Linked DNA regions of Pan troglodytes: region 2 is linked to region 1. The links are chromatin contacts, called in public Hi-C maps. All regions are on one chromosome and are shown on one strand. Each heading gives the region's core, a stretch centred on a gene start, on an enhancer-like site or on the middle of the called end of the contact. The rest is flanking DNA. Distances are from core to core; before and after follow the strand shown.

The links. Hi-C and Micro-C count contacts between places; a contact is called where the count stands out from the background.
Region 2: a contact with region 1 is called in a Hi-C map of stem cell-derived neural progenitor cells, with 1.9 times the contacts expected there. The contact joins the promoter of LOC104002728 here to the promoter of GALNS in region 1. A contact is called at or near these places in 1 of 7 Hi-C or Micro-C datasets (stem cell-derived neural progenitor cells) and 1 of 1 datasets of contacts at active chromatin or transcription factors (stem cell-derived excitatory neurons).

The regions. Positions count from the first base shown.
Region 1 is chr18:87,034,553-87,039,868 of NHGRI_mPanTro3-v2.0_pri, forward strand. It overlaps GALNS (galactosamine (N-acetyl)-6-sulfatase), which reads right to left and starts at 3,567. Exons shown (of 14, transcript XM_024349994.2): 1 at 3,294-3,567. The coding sequence starts at 3,413. TRAPPC2L (trafficking protein particle complex subunit 2L) reads left to right here and starts at 3,552. Exons shown (of 5, transcript XM_054669593.1): 1 at 3,552-3,719; 2 at 5,144-5,316. The coding sequence starts at 3,612.
Region 2 is chr18:87,357,859-87,362,867 of NHGRI_mPanTro3-v2.0_pri, forward strand. LOC104002728 (putative uncharacterized protein encoded by LINC00304) reads left to right here and starts at 1,619. Exons shown (of 2, transcript XM_009431434.5): 1 at 1,619-1,790; 2 at 2,125-2,579. The coding sequence starts at 1,705. The coding sequence ends at 2,452.

The sequences.
Region 1 (5,316 bases), core at 2,317-4,816:
GGCTGCTGTGGCAACAGGAGCTGGCCTGGGTGGCCCTGACTCTCCACTTCCTCTGTGGTCAGGGCTGACCCTCCTTAACCCTATTTTCCAAATAAGGAGTGGAGACACAGAGTGCTGCTCGCCCTGGGAGGCAGGAGCTGTGTGTGGGCCGGAGTGGAACTTGTCACTGGGTCTCAACTGTCTCCAAGGCCCCAGAAGCCCTGGAGAGCAGAGTGGGCCACGCAGGTTTCCTCGCTCACGCAGCAGGTGCCCAGGGTGCTACGAAGCCAGGCCGCGCTGGACCGTGGGTCAGTGAAAGGCCAGGGCAGGGCAGCCCTGGGGAGTGCAGGTGAACCCATCCTTGCCCGGCTCAGCTCCCCCTGGACAGGTGGGGGCTCCTGCCAGCTGCTCTCACCCGAGTCCCAGCTTCCCCTTCTGGTCCCGACTCTGGGGGCAGTGGTTCTCTCCCGGGTCAGTGTGACCAGTTGGAGAGTGGCTTCTGGCCATGAGGGGTGCAATAAGCTAGTTTTGGGGACACCCCTTTTCTGAAACTGCACTTGCTTAGACGAAAGGGGGGTCCAGGCCCCCCACTGCCCAGCCACAGAGGACTGGATAGGGGGAGACTGGGCTGGAGGCAGCTGGTCCCTGGAGGGCCATGCTCCAAAATCTGAACTTGAGACACGCACACTCGTCCTCAAGTGGTGCTGGGCCCAGAGCTGTGGGTCATCAAGCCATCCCATGTCATGCCAGAGCCCGAATGACCTGTTGCAGGTTCAGACGCCAGCGCCCTGGCAGAAACAACTGGTCTGCAGTGCAGGAAGAGGTGTGGACAGGGCTGCGGAGGAAGCCCCGGACTCCAAGGAGAGAAGACAGCCTGTGAGGACCCCCTTGCACCCTGGGCCACGTCAGGGCACCTCGGGGCTCCACTGTGAGCTTCTGTGGCTCTCACCTGCCAGCATCCCTGCCCTGTCCTGGCAGCTGCACCATGGGCCCTTCAGGGAACCCCCTCTCTGCTGGGTCCAGGCAGATGAGATGATCAGGGGCAGTCTCCCTTCTGGGGTAGACCCGAGGCTCCGAGGCCTGGGCTGGACAGGTCAGCATGCGCCCCTCCCCCAGTGTGCTTGGCGCAGGGCTGAGACCCACATCAGGCTAACATGACACGGGCAGAGCCAACCTCCCACTGGGTCTGCTGACTGCAGGGGTGACTTGGAGTCACCTAGGACCATCACAGGCTGAGTGAGGATGTGGCCAGTTCAGAGGCAGCAGAGCCACGAAAGGGGAAACTCGCCAGGCGGCCCTGGTCTGTCGACTCAGGAGGGCCAGGGAATCCCCACTGTTGCTTGTCACTTTGACTTCATCTTCTGCTGTCTGCATCAGAAAGTCCTTACAAGTACACCTACCGGCCAGGACACAGCTCCTCTGGGGTTCTTTAGGCGTCAGCTGCCAAACGACCCCGCAAGCCACACAGTGGAGGCCACAGAACTGGTGCCCAGGTGGGCGGGGCTTCCCGTCACCCTCCCCCACATGTGCCCTGGTGGCCACACCCCACCCCTCCACCCTGCACGGCCTGAACCCTTGCTGTCCTATGGAAACATAGGGTGAGTCCACATGCAATTCCATATTTACCGGGAGCCACGTTAGAAAAGCAGAAGTAGGTGAAATACAGACTAACTTTATATTTTATTTAACCCAACATAACCAAAATATTATTTCGACAAGTCTTCAACATAAAAAATTATTCATGAGCTGCCCCGCCTCAGCCCTCTGTCCTCTGAGAAAGTCAGGAAAGGCAGAAACTTAACAGGGAGGCTTCACCTGCAGAGCCCAGCTCACCCAGTGAAGCTATGCTGGCCCAGAGGGAGTTACACAATGAAAAGAAGAAATTCTGAAACAAAGTATCTACATGGGCCCAGAGGAACTTCAAAAGTGAAAGGATGAAATTCTGAAGCAAAGTATCTTTAGGAGGGAGATGCCACTCACTCAGTGCAGAGAAAGGCCCAGCTACTGCTGTCAGGACACGGACCCCTGGGCGCTGGAGAGCGTGCTCTGGAAAGCAGTCACCGCACACAAATAAGACATATGAGATGGAAAAGCAGCTGCCCAGGACTGTCGGCTGTCACCCCTGGGTGGGGAAATTATGGGTGCTGTCTGTTACCTTTTCAAGTATATCTTTATGTTAAAAAACCATTAATTTAATAAAATTGTTAAGTGAGATATTTTACATTATTTTTCTTCCACCAAGTCTTCTAAATCTGTGTATTTTACACTACCAGCACCTTCCAATTCCGACAGCCACGACTGCCCAGCCCTTGCGTGTGGCCCGTGGCCCCCACTGGTCAGCACAGGTGGGTCTGAAGGCACCTGTCGGGGTCTCTGCTGGTCGGAGCCAGCACACAGGGGCTGAGCGACACCGACGGCCCAAAACTGTCTGGTACTCGGTGTCGTCCCAGTCCTCACACACAACGTGAGCACAGCGGGACAGGTGTAACCCCCCCAGGTGTGGCAGCTGAGGTTCAAGAATGGAAGTGACCCCCAAGCTTGGAGACAGTAGGGTTTCAACCCAGGTGTGTCTGGGGTCCTGCACGGTGACCCATGCCCCAGGCAGGCTCATTCCTGAGTCTCCAGGTGGCTCCCACAAGGAGTTAGGGAAGGAGGCCTCCAGGCCGGCTGTGACCCCTGACCCCGCACTTGCCCACCAGGAGACATTCCAGCCTTTCAGTTCTTCAGACCTTAGGGACACCTGACCTTCGCTCAGCATTCTCCAGGGGACAGAGACAGCCGTCAGGTAAGACTGGAGCCCAGCGGGGGGACCCGGCGGCCCGAGGTGGCGGGAGTGATTCCTAGGGCGACGCAGCTCTCAGGCAGGGCGGCAGGAGCAGCCTCTTCCTGCCTTTGGGGAGGCCACGCTGCGCGCCCACCTTTCCCAAGAGTAGAGGGCGGGAAAGGTCAGACGGGGGAGGCAGGGCCCGGTAGCACGCCGGCCACCCACCTGCCAGGGAGGACGCTGTCCCGGTCATGCAGCACAGTGGCAGCGCATGTGGTGATCGGTGGCCGCCGAGACCCCACGCCTGGACCCCGCGGCCACTCCCCGAGGGGCCTCCCCCTCCCCGCACGGGGATACCCCCCGTCCCCTTCCCCTCCTCCTCCCCGCGCGGGGCCTCCCCCCTTCCCCAAGGGGCCTCCCCTCACCTCTCCCCCCACCCCGCCCGCCCTTCCCCCACCTCGCTCCTCCCTCCATCCGCCCCTCCCCTCCCCGCCCCCCACCACGACCCCGCCCCACCCCGGCCCTGCCCCGTCCCACCGCCCGCACTCACGTCGTCCATGAGCAGGAGCAGGATGTTGGGGGGCTGCGGGGCGCCCGAGGCCCCCATCCCCGCGGCGCTGAGCACCAGCAACAGCCGCCACCACCTCGTCGCCGCGACAACCGCCGCCATGGCAACCACGGGAGCCGCGGAGCCCCGGCCAGCGAGCCGACCTAGCGAGCGTCCGCCGGCCCTTCCGGCTGGGCTGCGGGGCGGGGCCTGGACGGCCACGTGACTCGCGGGGCGGGGCCAGAGTCCGCGGAGGGACGGGAGGCGGGGCCTGGACTGCCTCGTGACCAGCGGGGCGGGGCCTGAGCCAGCTGCGTGCGGATGGGGCGGGGCTGGGGAGGCCGCGTGACCAGCGGCGGGTCAAGTGACGCGGTGCCTGGCGCCGAGCCTCCCAAGATGGCGGTGTGCATCGCGGTGATTGCCAAGGAGGTGCGTACGCGCGGCGTGGGGCGTCCGGGCTCGCACCATCCTCGGCTCTCCGCTTTCTTCTTCTTCCCTGGGCCTAGAAGGCACCTTAGGAAATGGGATCTGGAGGAGGCCTTCGCCGAGCTCCAGCGGTCAGGGGCTTCGCGGTGGACGAGCCGCCAGGCAGACCCTGACTGAGACCCCAGTTCCGCGCTCGCCCGTCCCGCTGCTGAACGCACCCCTCGGCGCACCAGGTCTCCTCCCCGCCAGGACCCACCAGAAACCTAGGTGGTCCCGGGCACTACCTCCGTCCTCAGCAGGTTCTGCCCGTTCTCCCGTCCAGCGCTGGTTCCCCGCGGACGGCGACCCCGGCCCTCCTGCCAGTCTCCCCGGAGCCGAGTTAAAAACAAATCGGATCCTGTCACGCCTCTGCCTGAGACCTCTGCAGTGGCTTCTCGTTGCCTTAGGATGCTGTCTGAATAATCTGCTCTGGGATCCTTTCCCCCCATAACCCTTGGCACCCTCCGCTCCAACCAAACAATTCTGCAGCTCCCTGGACATGCTCTGCCCTCTCACCTCTGGGCCTTTGCACGCGGAACACCTCTCCCCAGCTCCCATCCTCTTTACTGGCCCACATACATTTCAACTGGAAAGCATTTTCTGAAGGCTAAGACTGAGCTGGGTGGCTGCCCACACGCTCCTGCTGCACGGAGCCTTCATTTCCTAGCCAGGGTCTCCCGAGACCAGACTCGAGACCGCTCCCTGCTGGGCGGTGGCTGCTGCTAAGCTGCTCATGGGCTTCTCTCTTGGCCAAGATGATCATTTGCTTGTTTGTGGGTTTATTGACTAGGTATCACTCCCCACGAGGGTAGCGAGGACTCTTGTTCACTGTATTTCTGCAGGACCCAGTGCTGAACAGACACAGGGTAAATGGTGGTGTGTGAAAGACCGAGAAAGAAGCTGTTAATTCTGGGCTTCCAATGATCAGAAATGCAGAGATGAAGGGAATTTGAGCTGAGTCTTGAAGGGTTTAGTAAAAGGGTCACTGTCAAGGTGAAGAAAAGCCAGTATTTAGGGTGCTGTATTTGGGTGAGCCATGCAGAGTTAGAGGTGGGCTGAGGCAGAGTGGCCTCCAGGAGAAGGTGAGAGGCCTGCCCAGGTGCCAGGCTTGATCGGCAGGCTGTGCTCAGGCCCATTTTTCTGATTCATTTTTTCTTTTCTGCCCACCCTACTGCTGCTGCTTTGCAAACGACACATAAATCTCCTTAGGTTAGTTGGGATCCCCTGAAGGCCGTGCCCACTGCGGCATGGAGAATGAAGCGATGGGCCTTAGAGCATGGGAATGCGTTCCCCGGGGGGCTGCAGGTCACGGCTCTGCAGCATAGTTGAGAGCTGGTGTGCGCTGGGTGGAGTCTTGTCCTTTCAGTCGCCGTCATGCTTTCTTGCAGAATTACCCCCTCTACATTCGCAGCACCCCTACGGAGAACGAGCTGAAGTTCCACTACATGGTGCACACATCTCTGGACGTGGTGGATGAGAAGATCTCCGCAATGGGGAAGGCCCTGGTCGACCAGAGGGAGCTGTACCTGGGCCTGCTCTACCCCACGGAGGACTACAAGGT
Region 2 (5,009 bases), core at 369-2,868, 320 kb after region 1:
CCACAGGTATGTATCACACCTGCATGTCACATGTATGTGTATCTCACACGCCTGCATGTCACATGTATATCTCACATGCCTGCATATGTCACATGTATGTGTATCTCACACGCCTGCATACACCACAGGTATGTATGTCACACGCCTGCATATGTCACATGTATGTCTCACACGTCTGCATAAGTCACATATATGTGTCTCACACGCCTGCATACACCACAGGTATGTATGTCTCAACGCCTGCATATGTCACATGTATGTGTATCTCACACGCCTGCATATGTCACATGTATGTGTATCTCACACGCCTGCATATGTCACACGTATGTGTGTCTCACACGCCTGCATACACCACAGGGATGTATGTCTCATGCCTGCATATGTCACATATATGTGTATCTCACACGCCTGCATACACCACAGGTATGTATGTCTCACACACGCCTGCATATATCACATGTATATGTCTCACACATGCCTGCATACACATGTATGTCACACACATCTGCATATATCACGTGTCTCACACGCCTGCATACACATATATGCCTCACACGCCTGCATCTATCGTGTGTGTCTCACACACCTGCATATATCACATGTATGTGTCTCACACAGCTGCATACACCACAGGTATGTGTGTCTCACACACGCCTGCATATATCACATGTATGTGTGTGTCACACACACACCTGCATACATACAGGCACATGGACACCTGTGTGCACACCAGTCCCTCCCTTCCCCGTCACCATCAGGTTCAGCCGGGCCTGTGGTCACTGCTTCCCCGAGGCAGCTGCAATGGGGCCCCGGCTCCCCCTACACGGTGCGTCTGATCAGGTTGGGACTCGCTCAGGTAGCTCTCATCACAAGGTCCTTGTGCACTGTTGCGGCTGCTCTTGGTGGCCCTTCTAGAGCCTTCCTGAGCCAGAGCAGACTCCCGCTCCCCCCAGGCCCCCTGGGAGTCGACTCTGTCCCCTCCTTCCTGGCCGCAGAGCAGGTCGGTGCAGCCGCTTTCCTGCCTGGAAGAGTAAAGTGGACCCTGTGTGAAAACATTGACGACGTGGCAAATGAGCAGCACATTGATCAATACGAATGATCACGCCCCATGTGCATCTCCTCAGCAGCCACAAGAGAGACAAGGTCACTGGAGGATAAACATCCGTGACTGCGCCTCATGATCCATCATGCACGGCGGCCGCAGCGTCCCCTGCCAGCTGCCGGCACAGACAAGAGCACGGGATGGACGACCGCGGTAGCAACGTGGGGCTCATCTGCCTCTCTCTGAGCAGGAAGCCCGTAGGTCCCCACAGGCGGGTGCACGGAAGGGGTGGGTCCTGGGTCCAACAGGCACCCCCTGAGCACCAGCCCCTCTGAGGGTGGGCGGAGGGCGCTGCCGCAGGTCCCCACATACCCAGCGCACGCTCACCCCACACTGGAGGCACCTGCCAGGTTCTGACACCCCTTGAGGTGCCTTCCCAGGGTTCTCACACCCACTGAAAGCAGCGTGCTCAGCCTGCTTTGCACATGAGCCGCTGAGGCAGGCGAGTTGAGGGCGAGGGTGTGAATCACGAGCTTGGGGCCAAAGCCCAAGGTCTTCCCCTCTGGCCGGCAAGCTCAGGCTCACACGGGGAGCCACCAGGCTGGACTGGGTGCAGCTTACAGACGTGGCACGTGCTGTGGGCGTCGGGCCGCGGCTCCTCCATGCAGTACTTACACTGCTGTCTGCAGATCGCACCCAATCAGAAGGGAATGGTCCAGACAGGTGGCCAGGGCCACGGCTTGGCCAGGTAAGGCTGGGAGGGCCGAGGATGCTTGTGCATTGAGCCAGGCAGATCTGGAGAGGCGGAGGGATGGGGACGGAGCGCCATGCAGAGGCCGCTCGGTCCTCAGGAGCTGAGCATCACCCTGGGAGTCTCAAGGAGGGTGTCCCCTGGCCTTAGCGGGCAGCCAGGGCCAGCATGTGGTCTGTGGCAGCCGGTCTCAGAGGTGGCCTGGTTTGCAGTCTTGCTGGATGGAGATCCCCAGCTCCTAGGGCAAGGGCAGGTGGGGTGGGGCCGCCTCGGTCAGCTGATAGGAACTGAACTGAGAAGGCTGTGAGCCACTGAGTCGCCCTAACGGCAGGGTGGTCCTGCGGGCAGTACTGAGCCCGCCCTGCTGGGCACCCCACAGCCCCTGTGGCTCTCCAGCTGCCACTGAGGCTGGACGCCCCATGAGGAGGCTCCCATCTGTGGGTGGCAGAATGACGGCCCTGAAGACCCCCGCTTCCTCACCCGAAGACCCCCCGCTTCCTCACCCGAAGACCCCCCGCTTCCTCACCCAAAGACCCCCCGCTTCCTTACCCAAAGACCCCGGCTTCCTCACCCTGGGACCTGTGAGTTCACACAGCAGCGGGGACCTGCGACTGTGGACGGCGCATCAGCTCCCTCAACAGGGAGGCTGCCCTGGGTGACCCGTGAGGGCACAGGGTACCTCCGTCCTGCTGAGTGGAAGAGGGAGGCCGTGGCGGAGGCGGGCGTGAGGGGGACTGGCCCGCCACTGCTGGCTTCGTGAGGGGCCCCCAGCCAAGGAGAAGCCTCCCGAAGCCGGAAGAGGCGGAAAATGGATTCTCCCAGGAGCCTCTAGAAGGAACCTTGGTGTTGGTGGAATGGGATGTGAGAGGACACGCGGGTGACCTGTCTTGGGTCATGCCAGTTCCCGGTCCCCGCACCAGCCCGCCCTGGGCGGGAAGCCTAAGAGGAATGGAGGGGCCATCGCGGGGCTCTCCTGGAAACTGGCCCCGGGTGCCTCGGTCCCTGCATCAGTGCAGGGTTTCGGTGGCCGCCCTGCTGGCTCCGGGCACTCCCTCCGTCTTCCTGCCACGCGGCTGGTCCTTCCTGGGCTGGGCTGAGTCACCCTCCATGCCCACCCGTCATACCCGGCAAGAGCTGGGGGCATGAAGCCAGGCCCAGGTGGGCTGTGGCGGCATCCAGGTGGAAGGACGTGGAGGACTCGGAGGTGGAGGGGTCTCCAGGGCAGGGCAGGGCCGGTTGCCGGGGGCCATCTGCTGTGTCCAGGTGCCCGGCGCTGCCACTGGCCTTGCCCCAAGGCCCAGCTCTGCCCTTCATCCCCTCAGCACCTCCCCGTACCTTCCTTCCATGAGTCTTAAGCTGTGGCAAGTCCTTAAGCTGGGACGGCCAGCGCCAGCCCTGCCCCCAACAGGTCACTCGGCGGCTCGGAGCCCATGTCCTCCTCGGTGACACAGGAAAATGGTGCAGTTGTGCAAGGGCATGAGAGGGTCCCATGGAAGGCACGTTCCGGAAGGTTCCATCCCATGGAAGCCACGTTCCAGAAGTTTCCATGCTGTGGAAGGCATGTTCCGGAAGTTTCCGTCCCGTGGAAGGCACGTTCTGGAAGGTTCTGTCCGGTGGAAGGCACGTTCCAGAAGGTTCCTAGCCCAGCTCCAAACACAGGCTGCAGGCTCAGCAGAGGGGTCTTCTTCTTGCCCGCAGTCCCTGACCAGTGGGCTCCCCAGGGCCCTGTCGGAGCTGGAATGGGTGGAGCTTGGTGCCTGCAGGCCAGTCAGCACATCTTCAGAATCCATGGTGCTCCCAGGCTGGCCCAGGGCCTTAGGAGCACAGGGTGGGCACAGGACCCCAGGCTCTGCCAGCCAGGCCCTGACCGTCCTGGGCCAGCCGCTGCCCCCGTTCTGCATCGGCCCCTGTGCGATGCGACCTCTCTGGTGGCACCCATCCCAGCTTCATTCCCCTGTGGGCCCTGCTTCAGTCTCCCTGGGACACGTGGGCACGTGTGTGAGTCCGCATCAGCGAGCATGCGTGCAGCGTGTCACATACACATACATACACGTGGGCGCACCTGCACACCCGTGCGTCACAGAGGAGTGAGCCGGACTCACACGTGGTGGCCCTAGCCACACCCTCAGTCCTCTCTAAAGCACCAGCCAGTGCCCACCCAGGCAGCCCCTCATCATAGGCTCACAGGGCACGCCCCCCATTGCCAGTCTGACCAGACACTCACAACCGTTCAGTTACTCTAGCCACGGAGTCATCAGTCTCCTTCATTACCACCTGCCCGCCCTCCTCTGCCACACAGCAAAGCCCATTAAGACAGCAGCAATGCGAGCAGCACGTGGTGCCTTTCATGCATCAGCCGCGTGCCCATATTCCCACCCCATGGGGAAGAGCTTCATCTTAGCTAGAAAAAAGATGACACCCCACACCAGCTGAATAGGCTGCGTGCACACACCCCCCCACACGCGCACATACACACACATGCTGACAGGTGTGCACATATGCGCACGTGCACACACACAAATACGCATGCACAGCACACACAGACACATAAGTGTCCATAAACAACACAGATCTGGCCTCAGAGCCACCCTCCAGGTGCGGCTGCCCCAGGCCCCAGGTGCGGCTGCACTGGGCTGTGGTGACAGCCACAGCAGGATCAGAGCAGCCTCAAGGCCCTTCAGGAGCCGGCAGAGCTGGCCCCAGGCTGAGCTTGGGGAGGTGGGCCCAGGCCTGGGACCGACGCTTCCTAATTGGCGGGCAGAGTCCATGCAGCCCCTCCCAGTCTACACGGAAGCCCACGTGTCCACCTCCTGCTTCTGCTGTCCCCAGGACAGTGAAATTTACTAATGTGGATTAAGAACATTTTTTAAATAAAAAAAACATTTTACACATTGAGGACGGAAGAGAGAAGATTACGGCCAACCAACCCCATGCACTTCCCCGCCCAGGTTCATGGAGTCTGAGCCCTCTGGCCTCCTGAGCCTCTGGGCTCTGTCACCAGGTGGACGCCTTCCCCAGCCCGTGGGGCTCGCTGCTCACGGGGGCCCCGATGCCTGAGTGATGTCATGGATTTAGGTTTCAGTGCTGGCACATGTGGCCCGCAGAGCTCAGCTCCTCTGTGAGGGACGTTTCGGCTCCTGTGGGCTTTGCTGTCCCCCATGCTGACTCTGCCTCACTTGGTTGTCCTCAGGTCACTCTGTGCGGTGTGCACTGACC